2 separate regions of the Mus musculus genome follow, and region 1 is linked to region 2. A link is a contact called in public HiChIP or PLAC-seq data. All regions are on one chromosome and are shown on one strand. Each heading gives the region's core, a stretch centred on a gene start, on an enhancer-like site or on the middle of the called end of the contact. The rest is flanking DNA. Distances are from core to core; before and after follow the strand shown. Region 1 overlaps Gm20110 (predicted gene, 20110). Region 2 has its middle 24 kb from the start of Gm34921.

What was found. HiChIP or PLAC-seq counts read pairs in DNA pulled down with a chosen protein or histone mark.
Region 1: a contact with region 2 is called in a FOXA1 HiChIP or PLAC-seq map of pancreatic cancer cells. The contact joins two enhancer-like sites. A contact is called at or near these places in 4 of 115 datasets of contacts at active chromatin or transcription factors (bone marrow-derived macrophages, embryonic limb bud, microglia and 1 more) and 1 of 9 other capture datasets (embryonic stem cells).

Annotation. Positions count from the first base shown.
Region 1 is chr10:99,624,430-99,629,379 of GRCm38.p6, reverse strand. The region is part of intron 1 of Gm20110 (predicted gene, 20110); the gene reads right to left. Among named protein-coding and RNA genes, the nearest start is that of Gm20110, 18 kb to the right of the region's middle. Within about 2 kb of position 1,474, at least 18 of the 459 cell types and tissues checked have an H3K27ac peak or open chromatin away from gene starts, as enhancers often do. A contact at or near this core is called in pancreatic cancer cells, where this site is marked.
Region 2 is chr10:99,291,879-99,297,184 of GRCm38.p6, reverse strand. No RefSeq gene overlaps it. Among named protein-coding and RNA genes, the nearest start is that of Gm34921, 24 kb to the right of the region's middle. Within about 2 kb of position 3,899, at least 8 of the 459 cell types and tissues checked have an H3K27ac peak or open chromatin away from gene starts, as enhancers often do. A contact at or near this core is called in pancreatic cancer cells, where this site is marked.

The sequences.
Region 1 (4,950 bases), core at 225-2,724, 330 kb before region 2:
CTCTCTTCTCCTATGTGTCAACTGAACCCCACATTCAAGTGACATAAAGGCCCTATCTGGCTGGTTCGTAAGAAAGCAGATATCCTATGGTTTATGTCTCATCATACATGCACATCACTTCCTCACACACATGTTTGCATGCGAACTCACATCCATTATAGCAGGCTAACTCGCTGCTTCAAAGAAAAGAAATACCTCTGAGTTACCACAAGTTAGACTTCATATTTGCTGAATATTGGACTATGAGGGAAAAGTTTGAGGGAGGGGGAGGTAATATGGATCCGTGTGCTTAGGTTTTGTCTGCAGAAACCTTAAGGTCAGAATCCACAAAGATGAATGTGAGACATCAGACACGGGTAGAGTGATGTCTCCCAGGGCTGAGGTTCTATTGAGACCCTCATCTCTGAGCAAAAAGATGTCATTCTAAACAAAAGCCATCTATCTGTGGTTCATTAAAAGAGAAAAATATGGAACATACAAATTTGAAAAAATAAAAAGTCATTTCCACTAAGCTTCTTGGGCAATAAATGCAAATCCATAGGAACCAAGTCAGGACAGGAAGTACTGAGAAGACAAGGTGACTACAGATAACCTGATGGGACGTTAGAGAAAAGCGGAATTAAAGTTAATTGAGATGTCTGAGAGTAGCTGTAATTTAAGACATGCAGTCTTGAAATCTTTCAAGTGGGAGTGGCCACAAAATAATTTGAGTTTTCAACAGGGAAAGCAGGGACTAAGGAGATAACCCCGTCATTAAAGAGATTCCCCTGGAAGCTTGGGGACCCCAGTTCAGCTCTCAGCATCCAATTAATACATAAATCTTTAAAACTTTTGAGTGTGGTGGTGTGGCATGCACCTGTAGTCCTGGGTCTGGGAAATGAAGACACTGGTAACCCTAGGGATTGCTAACTAGTCAGGCTAGCCAGAGTGATGAGAGACTCTAGCTCCAAATAATAATAATAATAATAATAATAATAATAATAATAATAATAATAATAAGTGGATAACAATGAAGTGGACACTCAATGTTGACCTCAGGCCGCCATATGCGCACTTGGGTGCGAGTGAACTTTCATATGCATGTACACACAAGCATGAACACATTAAATAATAAATAAATAAATAAGACTTTATTAGGTCAAGCTAAGGAGATACAATATTTCTAGCACTTTCTGCTTCTACTTCCCCCCACCCCCGCCATTTAGTTTGCTAAAGTAGCATAATAGTTGGAAATGGTTTTCTCTTCACGCAACTATTTTCATGAGCTTGAGTTGTTTTTCTCAATATTGCCTATAACTCGAAAAGGTTAATAAATCAAGCCATGTAGACCTATTTACTTCTTAACATCTCAAGCCATCCCAGAACTTAATTGCTGGAGGCCATGTTTGTTCTGTTATAAGGTCAAATCCTCGGGCTTCCTGATTCCCCTTCATTTTGCTGCAGGGTTACATGATGATGGGTTTGCCAAAAGAAATACAATGACTAATTCTTTCATAGACAACTAAATCTCGAGCTACATCCTAAGCTCTTGAGCTGTTACTGACATTTAAGAGAAAGAGAATCCAGGATACTGAGGAAGAAAAACTAATAACCGAGAGGGGAAAGGGTACCCCAGACAAGCATTAATATCCCACATGATAGCTTGAACTGGCCATTCCTTGTCATGCACCTGGAGACCAAGTAAACTCACCTAATTCCTCAGTGGTTTCCAGCCAGCCCAGCCCCGACTTGCCTTGAGACATGAACTGGCTCCACAGAAACCAGGAAAACAAAGCCTGAGGAAGATTTTGCAAAGCTCAACCGGACAAGCTGTGCCAAGCAAACATTAGATATTTGCAAAGGCATTCCATTCTCCTTGGGCTGGTTTCCTGTGTGCACACTTCGGGAACAATGCCTTCTGCACCTTCCCTAAGGCCCCTACTTTGTCGGATTATAAATGGGCTCCAAGTCTCACAGACTGTAGAGTTCTGTCCCGCTGAACATCAATGCCTATAGACCTATGGTAACACGCATTTCACAGGATGAGAAAGGCACATCCTGTGGCCCAAGATGCTGAGAAATTCTAGAGCCTTGGTGGTCACAATGCACCTTTGTCTTGTACAGGATCAGAAAAGCTGTTCGGGAAAAATCTTGTATGTGTAACCTCCCCAATGCTAGTCCATCCAAAGACCTCTTCACTTTTGACAGGAAGTTAACTTCAGAAATGTTACCACAAGAGATTAGCATGGCTTTCTTGAGACGCTGAAACAAATTGCCACAAACTGGATGTCTTAAGACAATAAACTTTTGGTTTTTGGTAGCTCTAGAGGCCAGGAGTTCAGAAGGTCTGATGAGAGCCAGAGTCTCTTCCAAAACCCTGGAACCCATCCCTTGCCTCTTGAACTTCTGATAGATCTGGGCGTTCCTTGGCTTGAGGCCCCATCACTCAGGTCTCCTGTCCTTTGTGTTTCTCTTTTCATACCAAAAGTCTTCTCCTTAGACCACCCACAGTAGGTTTCTCCTTTCCACCTAAGGAGAGATTTCTCTTCTTCTACGGGGCAATATTTATAGAGTTAGGAATCAGACTGTGGGATGTATGTTTTTATGATCACCATTCAGGTATGCTAACTGAAAGCAAAAGAGTACATTCATCTTGAACCCATCCTGTAACAAACCTAGGCCTTGTTCTGTGCTGATCCTAAAGAGTCAAGGCCTGGTTGGTATCCCCACACCCCCAGTACTTCAGTCTCAGTGGAAGAGAAGGACCTAAAGTGAATTTATTCAACACGAGGCAGTAAGACAATGACAGTTATAATCATAACAGAACGAAGAAGGTGATGAGTTTGCCCTGGAGACACAGGTGGGCTCTTTAGAGATGAGGATGCTCTCTTCAGATTGAAGACTGGGATGGCATGGCGGTGCGTGCAAGAGGTCAGAAGGCTGCTGTAAGTGTGAGGTCAGCTTGGGCTACACAGTGAGACTGTGTCTCAAAACAAGAACAAACAAACCAACAAAAACAGAAAAACACTTAAAAATATTTAAGAATGAACAGAAGTTCCCAAAACAAAAAGAGAAAGAAACAAAGTGTGTTTGAAAATCAGCAGACAGCATTTTGGAATTAGGTCTCTCAGTCCACTTTTATGTAGGTCCCAGGGATCAAATTCAGGTCATCAAACATTCATAGCAAAAACCTTTCCCCACTGAGCCATCCTGCCAGCCCTTGATTCACTATTTGAATGGATATATAAATGAGGACACAGAAGGCATGCTGACCAATTTATCCAGATACTAGAAAATTAGAGTGCTTTCTTGGATGATAATCAGATTTCAAAAAGTTAACAGAAGGTCAGAACTGAATAATTTAATACTCCATCCCTGCATTGTTTTAAAAAAGAAGAAGAAGGCAATACTCAGAAGGTGGATTCATTATTGTTCAGAGCTGTAACTTCAAAGCTGGATAAGATCAAGCCTAATATTTAATATCCTTGAGCAAATGAACAAAGAAACTACTTAACGAATTAACAAGGAAATAACTTGCAAGGTTTACTAGACAAAAAAAAAAAAAAAAAAAAAGGTCATTCAAAGATTTGTGTGAAGAGTCAAGAGTGTATCTGCAAATGCCAGGTAGAGTCTTTATAAAGTAATGATTCCCCCTTACTCTGGTTCTCACGGTGAATGACACCTTATTTACAATAGATCCTTGAACTGTGTGAAAGAAATGAGCCAGATGTCACCCGATGCTCTCTCCATCTTAATGGAGCCCTGTGAAGAATCCTCCCAGGGAGCTTGGAAGGGGAGAGCTCAAAAGCACAAAAGGGATCCGTAGCTGGGTGTGGTGGCCCCTCCCTGACCCCAGCATTCAGCAGGCTGAGGTGGGATGGGAGCCATAAATTTGAGGCTAGCCTGGGTTACAGGGTGACTTCCAAGTTAACCAGAATAAGGTGAGCCTCTGTCTCAAAAGCATAATAGTCAGGGTGTGGGAGAAATGTACTGCCAAGACTAGAAAGAACACTGCCCCCAGTTTCTCTAATCCTAGATGTCAAAATAGACTCAATAAGATCTTAGCTGTTGTGCCAAATAACTGGCACAGAGATTTTCCTGATCATCTTGTCCATAAGTTGGGGGATAGAGTATAATATTTACTTCATAAGTTAGTATCCTATGGAAGATAAAGAATTCAATGTCCATCGTTCCCTATCTGTGTAGTGTATTCTAATTAGCCATTAAGGTGGAGCATGAATGTTCAAGGACATGCAGGCTGTGTTCCTGGGGTACACTTGCGTTAGTCTGCCCTTCAAGAAAAATATTTTAAGTTATGTCTTCTATGTTCTATGTTCTCTTCTATACTTCTATGTTCTCTACAACTTCTTGTTCATGCTGCTTCCTTTTTCTCTGGTATTAGCTTAGCCCTTCTCATTTATCACTAAGAGATCTTTAAGGTACACACACACACACACACACACACAGAGACAGAGACAGAGAGAGACAGAGAGAGATGGAGGGGAGGGAGAGGGAAGGTGCCATAGTTAAGGTTTTACTGCTATAAACAGACACCATGACCAAGGCAACTCTTATAAGGACAACATTTAATTGGTGCTGGCTTACAGGTTCAGAGGTTCAGTCCAGTATCATCAAGGGGGGAACATGACAACATCTAGGCAGGCATGGCACAGGTGGAGCTGAGAAGTCTACATCTTCATCTGAAGGCTGCTAGTAGAAGACTGACTCCCAGGCAGCTAGGTCATGGGTATCAAAGCCCACGCCCACAAGGCCACACCTACTCCAACAAGGCCATACCTACTCCAACAAGGCCACACCTGGGTCAAGCATTTACAAACCACAGACAGGGAGAGAATCATGTGTCTTCAAATAAACAGCACATGCATTTCTTTTCCGGGATGCTGGAGATCCAAAAGACCTTTGTGAATACTATGTAAGAAATACATCAGGAGCCACATCTGCAACCCTATA
Region 2 (5,306 bases), core at 2,650-5,149:
AACTACGTGGCTCATGTTGCCACGGGATAGATTTTGTTCTTGGGATGGAAGCCAACTCCGGGGTAATGGTGACATCCAGAGAAGAGCATATCCAAAAGATATGAAACGGAATCAGACCAGACAGAGCAAGGTCACTAAGCCTTACCTAACCTTGAACATCCTAACTGCACAAGCCAGCCCATCTCCTCACCATTTCAGCCACTTTGAGCTGGGTGTTTTGTTTTGCTTTGTTTTGTTTTGTTTTAATCTTCAATGAAAGCATCTTATTGATTGCTCCTTATTTTTTCTATTTTATAGGATACATTTATGATACGTTTTATATTTCCTATTCTATCATATCTAATATGTTGTATCTTTCCAAGATACCTAGCATACATATACATACATATACATATGCATATACATGCACATATACATAGATATTGGTTGAACTGAGACAGTCAACTCAAAAGTCACCTATACATGCTGTTAAATTATTTCATGAAGGTCGCTATATCTAAATAGGATTGACAGCCATTGCATTCTTAACAGAGAGAATTGTTTGTCCACTGTGACAGCTCTTAAGGCTGTTATGCTAATGTCCACTGTAATAAAAAGTGAGGCTTAATGTAAAAAATGTTTCTCAAACTGATTTGATGAGTTATCTCTTTCATATTGGCCAGTTTAAGAAACCAACGTCGGAACATAAATGAGCAAGTACTTAGGTATGTCAGAATACCCAGAAACTATTCTGAGAACTTCAACTTGGTGAGATTTGAGAAACAGACCACAGAAAGGAGGAGGATGTTGAGGAGGAGGAAGGGGATAAGGGGGAAGAAGAGGGAGAGGAGGAAGAGGAGGGCAGCAATGACAACAGTGGTGGCAATTTGTCTTTACCACTCCTTAAGTCAAGAATAGCCCAAATGGCAATTGATCGGCAGCCTCCTCCTTCTCTTAATACTCTCCACTCCCTTCTAAAGTTTTTCCCCCAAGCCCAGGAACTCATATCCTTTCCTTCCATTCACTCAGTTCCGAGGTATTTTTTTCCGTTTCTCCCACCTATAACAACAGTCTTTGCTTTTTCACTGCTTCAACTGTCCACAGGGTAGCAAATTTATTGGCTTGTTACCTCATCTGAAAACTGGCCAGTCCTTCAGATCTCTAATTCCCAAATACACCAAATACACTGTGCCTGCTTATATTTTGAGTACATTAAGTCTTTAAAATGCCTCCAGTGAAAGAGGAAGACTCCTCCATTGTTGGTGGGATTGCAAGCTTGTACAACTACTCTGGAAATCAGTCTGGCGGTTCCTCAGAAAACTGGACATAGTACTACTGGTAGATCCAGCAATACCTCTCCTGGGCATATACTCAGAAGATGTTCCAACAGGTAATAAGGACACATGCTCCCCTACGTTCATAGCAGCCTTATTTATGGACCGAAGCTGGAAAGAACCCAGATGTCCCTCAACAGAGGAATAGATACAGAAAATGTGGTACATTTACACAATGGAGTACTACTCAGCTATTAAAAATAATGAATTTATGAAATTCTTGGGCAAATGGATGGATCTGGAGGATATCATCCTGAGTGAAGTAACCCAATCACAAAAGAAGTCACTTGATATGCACTCACTGATAAGTGGATATTAGCCCAGAAACCTAGACTACCCAAGCAAGATAAGGAGACCAACTTGTGGATACTTCATTCCTCTCTAGAATAGGGAATAAAATATCCAGGGAAGGAGTTGCAGAGACAAAGTTTGGAGCTAAGACAAAAGGATGGACCATGCAGAGACTGCCCAACCCGGGGGTCCATCCCATAATCAGCCACCAAACACAGACACTATTGCATATGCCAGCAAGATTTTGCTGAAAGGACCCTGATATAGCTGTCTCCTGTGAGGCTTTGCCAGTGCCTGACAAATACAGAAGCGGATGCTCACAGTCATCTATAGGATGGAACACAGGGCCCCCAAGGTAGGAGCTAGAGAAAGTACCCAAGAGCTGAAGGGGTCTGCAACCCTATAGGTGGAACAACAATATGAACTAATCAGTAACCCCAGAACTCATGTCTCTAGCTGCATATGTAGCAGAAGATGGCCTAGTTGGCCATCATTGGGAAGAGAGGCCCCTTGGTCTAGCAAACTTTATATGCCCCAGTACAGGGGAAAGCCAGGGCCAAAAAGTGGGAGTGAGTGGGTAGGGGAGCAGGGCAGGGGGTGGGAAGGGTATAGGGGACTTTTGGGATAGCATTTGAAATGTAAATGAAGAAAATATCTAATAAAAAATCAAATGAAAAAAAACAAAAACAAAAACAAAAAACCAAAGAGGGGAAACCCAAAGGAATGGGAGCTAGGATAGGAAAGTATGTTGCCAGTGATCCACTCAGGTTCCAGCAGGACTCTCATGGGCACTTGTACCTTTGCGAGCCTCTTTTCCATATAAAAAAAGAAAACATATTTTCCTGTCTTGCCATAGCTACTAATTTAATACAGGTTGGATTCATGATCATACATGTTTATTGTTATGTCAAAAATAAAATAGATCTTAAAATAAAAAAATAATAAAATAAAATAAATAAAATGCCTCCAGCATGGTGGTATTGTAGATGAAGTAGAAGGTAACGATTTGTTAATAGTTTTATGTTTCGATGACATGATGGGGCACTATGGTTGTAGAAATCATTCCTGAAGGGCTTAGGCAGACCTGGTTCAAGGTCTCTGAAACTCTGAAAACTCATATCAAGAGGTTGCTCTCGGGAGATCATTAGCTAGGAGTCTAGAATAAATGAATAATTCCTGACTTGACTATGATCTCCATCTACAGACAACGATGTAATGACGATGTTTCTTGAGCCCATAAGAATGGTCTGCTGTAAGTACAATAGAGGTGGGTTTTTTCTTTTTCTTTTTTGAAGACACTGACTTAATTCAACCCAACACTGTAAACCACTCATCATCCCAGGAAGGAAATTGAAGTGATTTCTCTGGTGTCAGTTCACAAAGACATTTCTCAAGAGGAAAATACAAAACGCTTTCATCTTGACTTTTAATTCTCTCATTCTGAACTCGATTACTTTCACGTATCAGTTTGACCTTCATCCGTTTGGGAGCCTTAAAGGTGCCATTGGACTTTTGCAGGTCCTCTTGCTGTAAGAGGGACATGAGGACACTTCTATGGATCCATGCAACCAGACCATTCCCTTCCCTCCCATTGACTAACTTTCCTTGTCAATGAAGCATCCCCATTGGCAAGAAAAATTCATAAACCATGAACCACACTGCTTCATAAAATAATCTAGAACACCATTTTGTGTCTTTAACTCCAGCACTCGGGAGGCAGAGGCAAACAAATCTTCATAAGTTTGAGATCAACTTGGTCTACTGAGCAACTTTCAGGACAGCGGAGTTATATAGAGAAACCCTGTCTGGAAAAAAAAAATCAGATCATTCAAATTCCTAAAGCACATAAACACAAAAATAATTGTTAAAATGGTTGTCCTGTGTGACTTAACAAGCAGGCCATACATGTAATAGTTTAAACAAGCTGGCAAAGATGAATATGAAGTAGCTTGTGGCACCAATGTTGCTTAGTTCTTTGGATCTGGATCAAGTTGACACAGCTGTGGAACTAAGATGGCCTCATTCACATCTCCAGTCTCAGCTGGAACACAGCACAGGGTTCCCATTCTATTCTCTTTGAGGCCAAGTGAAGTGTCTTCCTCAGGTGACCTCTGGTTTCATAGCAGCCAAAGAACAAGTTCCATTGTGCAAATTCAAAAGGCTACGGTATCCTGTTTGCTAATGTCCCACTGTTAAGGAATTTTAATCTACCAACATGGCTGCTCTGGCAAGGGAAAGATCTTCTAGGTCTACATGACTCTGCTGGAATGCAGACATGCCCTGAATTACAATATGACCTGGCTGGACACACCCTTAGTACACACTTTCTATCCCTAACAATGAAGGTAAGGTTAGTTTATAGGAGGCAGCAGCCATGTTTGAAAGTGACATCTAATTGGGGGGTAGACAAAGTGATGAATCAGATAAAGATTTGACAGAATGAGTCGGAGATAGGATACGCCCAACTCACAGGAGAACGGCCCAGGAAAGAGAGGTTACTTAAGAGCAGAAGAAGAGAGGGGGTGGTGGTGGGGTGGGGTGCATATACATGGCAGTTTTACCAGGACAGTTTTACAAAGACAACAGGCAGAAAGAGAACAAGTTAGACATAGGTAAAGACAGAATGAACCAGAGAATGATCCAAAGATTAAAATATATTGCCAAAGTTAGTATAAGGCCAAGCAGAGTAATTCAGGCAGAAATTGAGGGAAGCTAGATTGAAACAACCAGCTTCGAAAACTACATTGTATGGAGGCTAGCAGCTTCCAGGCCTAGGTCTAAGCCTAGGGATAGATAGATGAGAAAAAGAAGCACTCTGGCTCAGTCCACGCTGTGTATTTGTATAGCTTAGGGATGGCTCTCGTGCCGTCCCTTCATCTAAGTAAATAAAAGCAGTATTTACATCCGCACTGGAAAAAAAATATCAACTAAATCAAAGCACAAGGGTAAGAGAGAGAGAGAGAAGAGAGAAGCCCAACATGGTCTTATGCATCTCATCATAGCTACTCAGAAAGCTGACACAGAGACATAAAAGGGTTAAAAGTTCAAGACCAGTCTAGGCAAGATACTGGGATATGGTCTCATAACAAACATCAACAAATGATAACAGGAAATAATCTCTTCTGCTGTACACAGAAACAGCAACATCACAATGACAGAAGACTTTTGTACAAGATGGAAGGGATGGCCACAGCTATCTGCAAACTACCAACAATGTCTCCACTCTGGCCACTGTGCATGGGAACTGATAAGGAGACGTGATGACAGAGTCAGTTGAGCCAGAATGGACCATTGACTATTGTGACCATGAACAAATGAACAATTACTATTCAGGCAACTAATTTCTTAAAATAATCTGCCCAAGCTAACAGAAACAGCATCTGAACCCATACAGTAGATAAATATTCCCTTCTCTTTTTTTTCAATTTCCTGTTTTAAATCCTTTTTTTAAAAGTGTTTTAAAGTAAAATAAATAATGTGATTTTTCTTCTAAATTAATTAAATCTAGCTTTGTAATTTATTGTTGTTGATTTGTTATTTTTGCAATGAGGTCTCACTGTGTAACCAACACTGACCTTGAACTCAGCATCTGTCTGCCTCAGCCTCCACAATGTTGGGACTACACACATAAAGCTACCACTCCCACCGTGCTCATATAGTTTCAACTAGACAGAAAAAGACGAACCAAGTGTTCCAACCAGA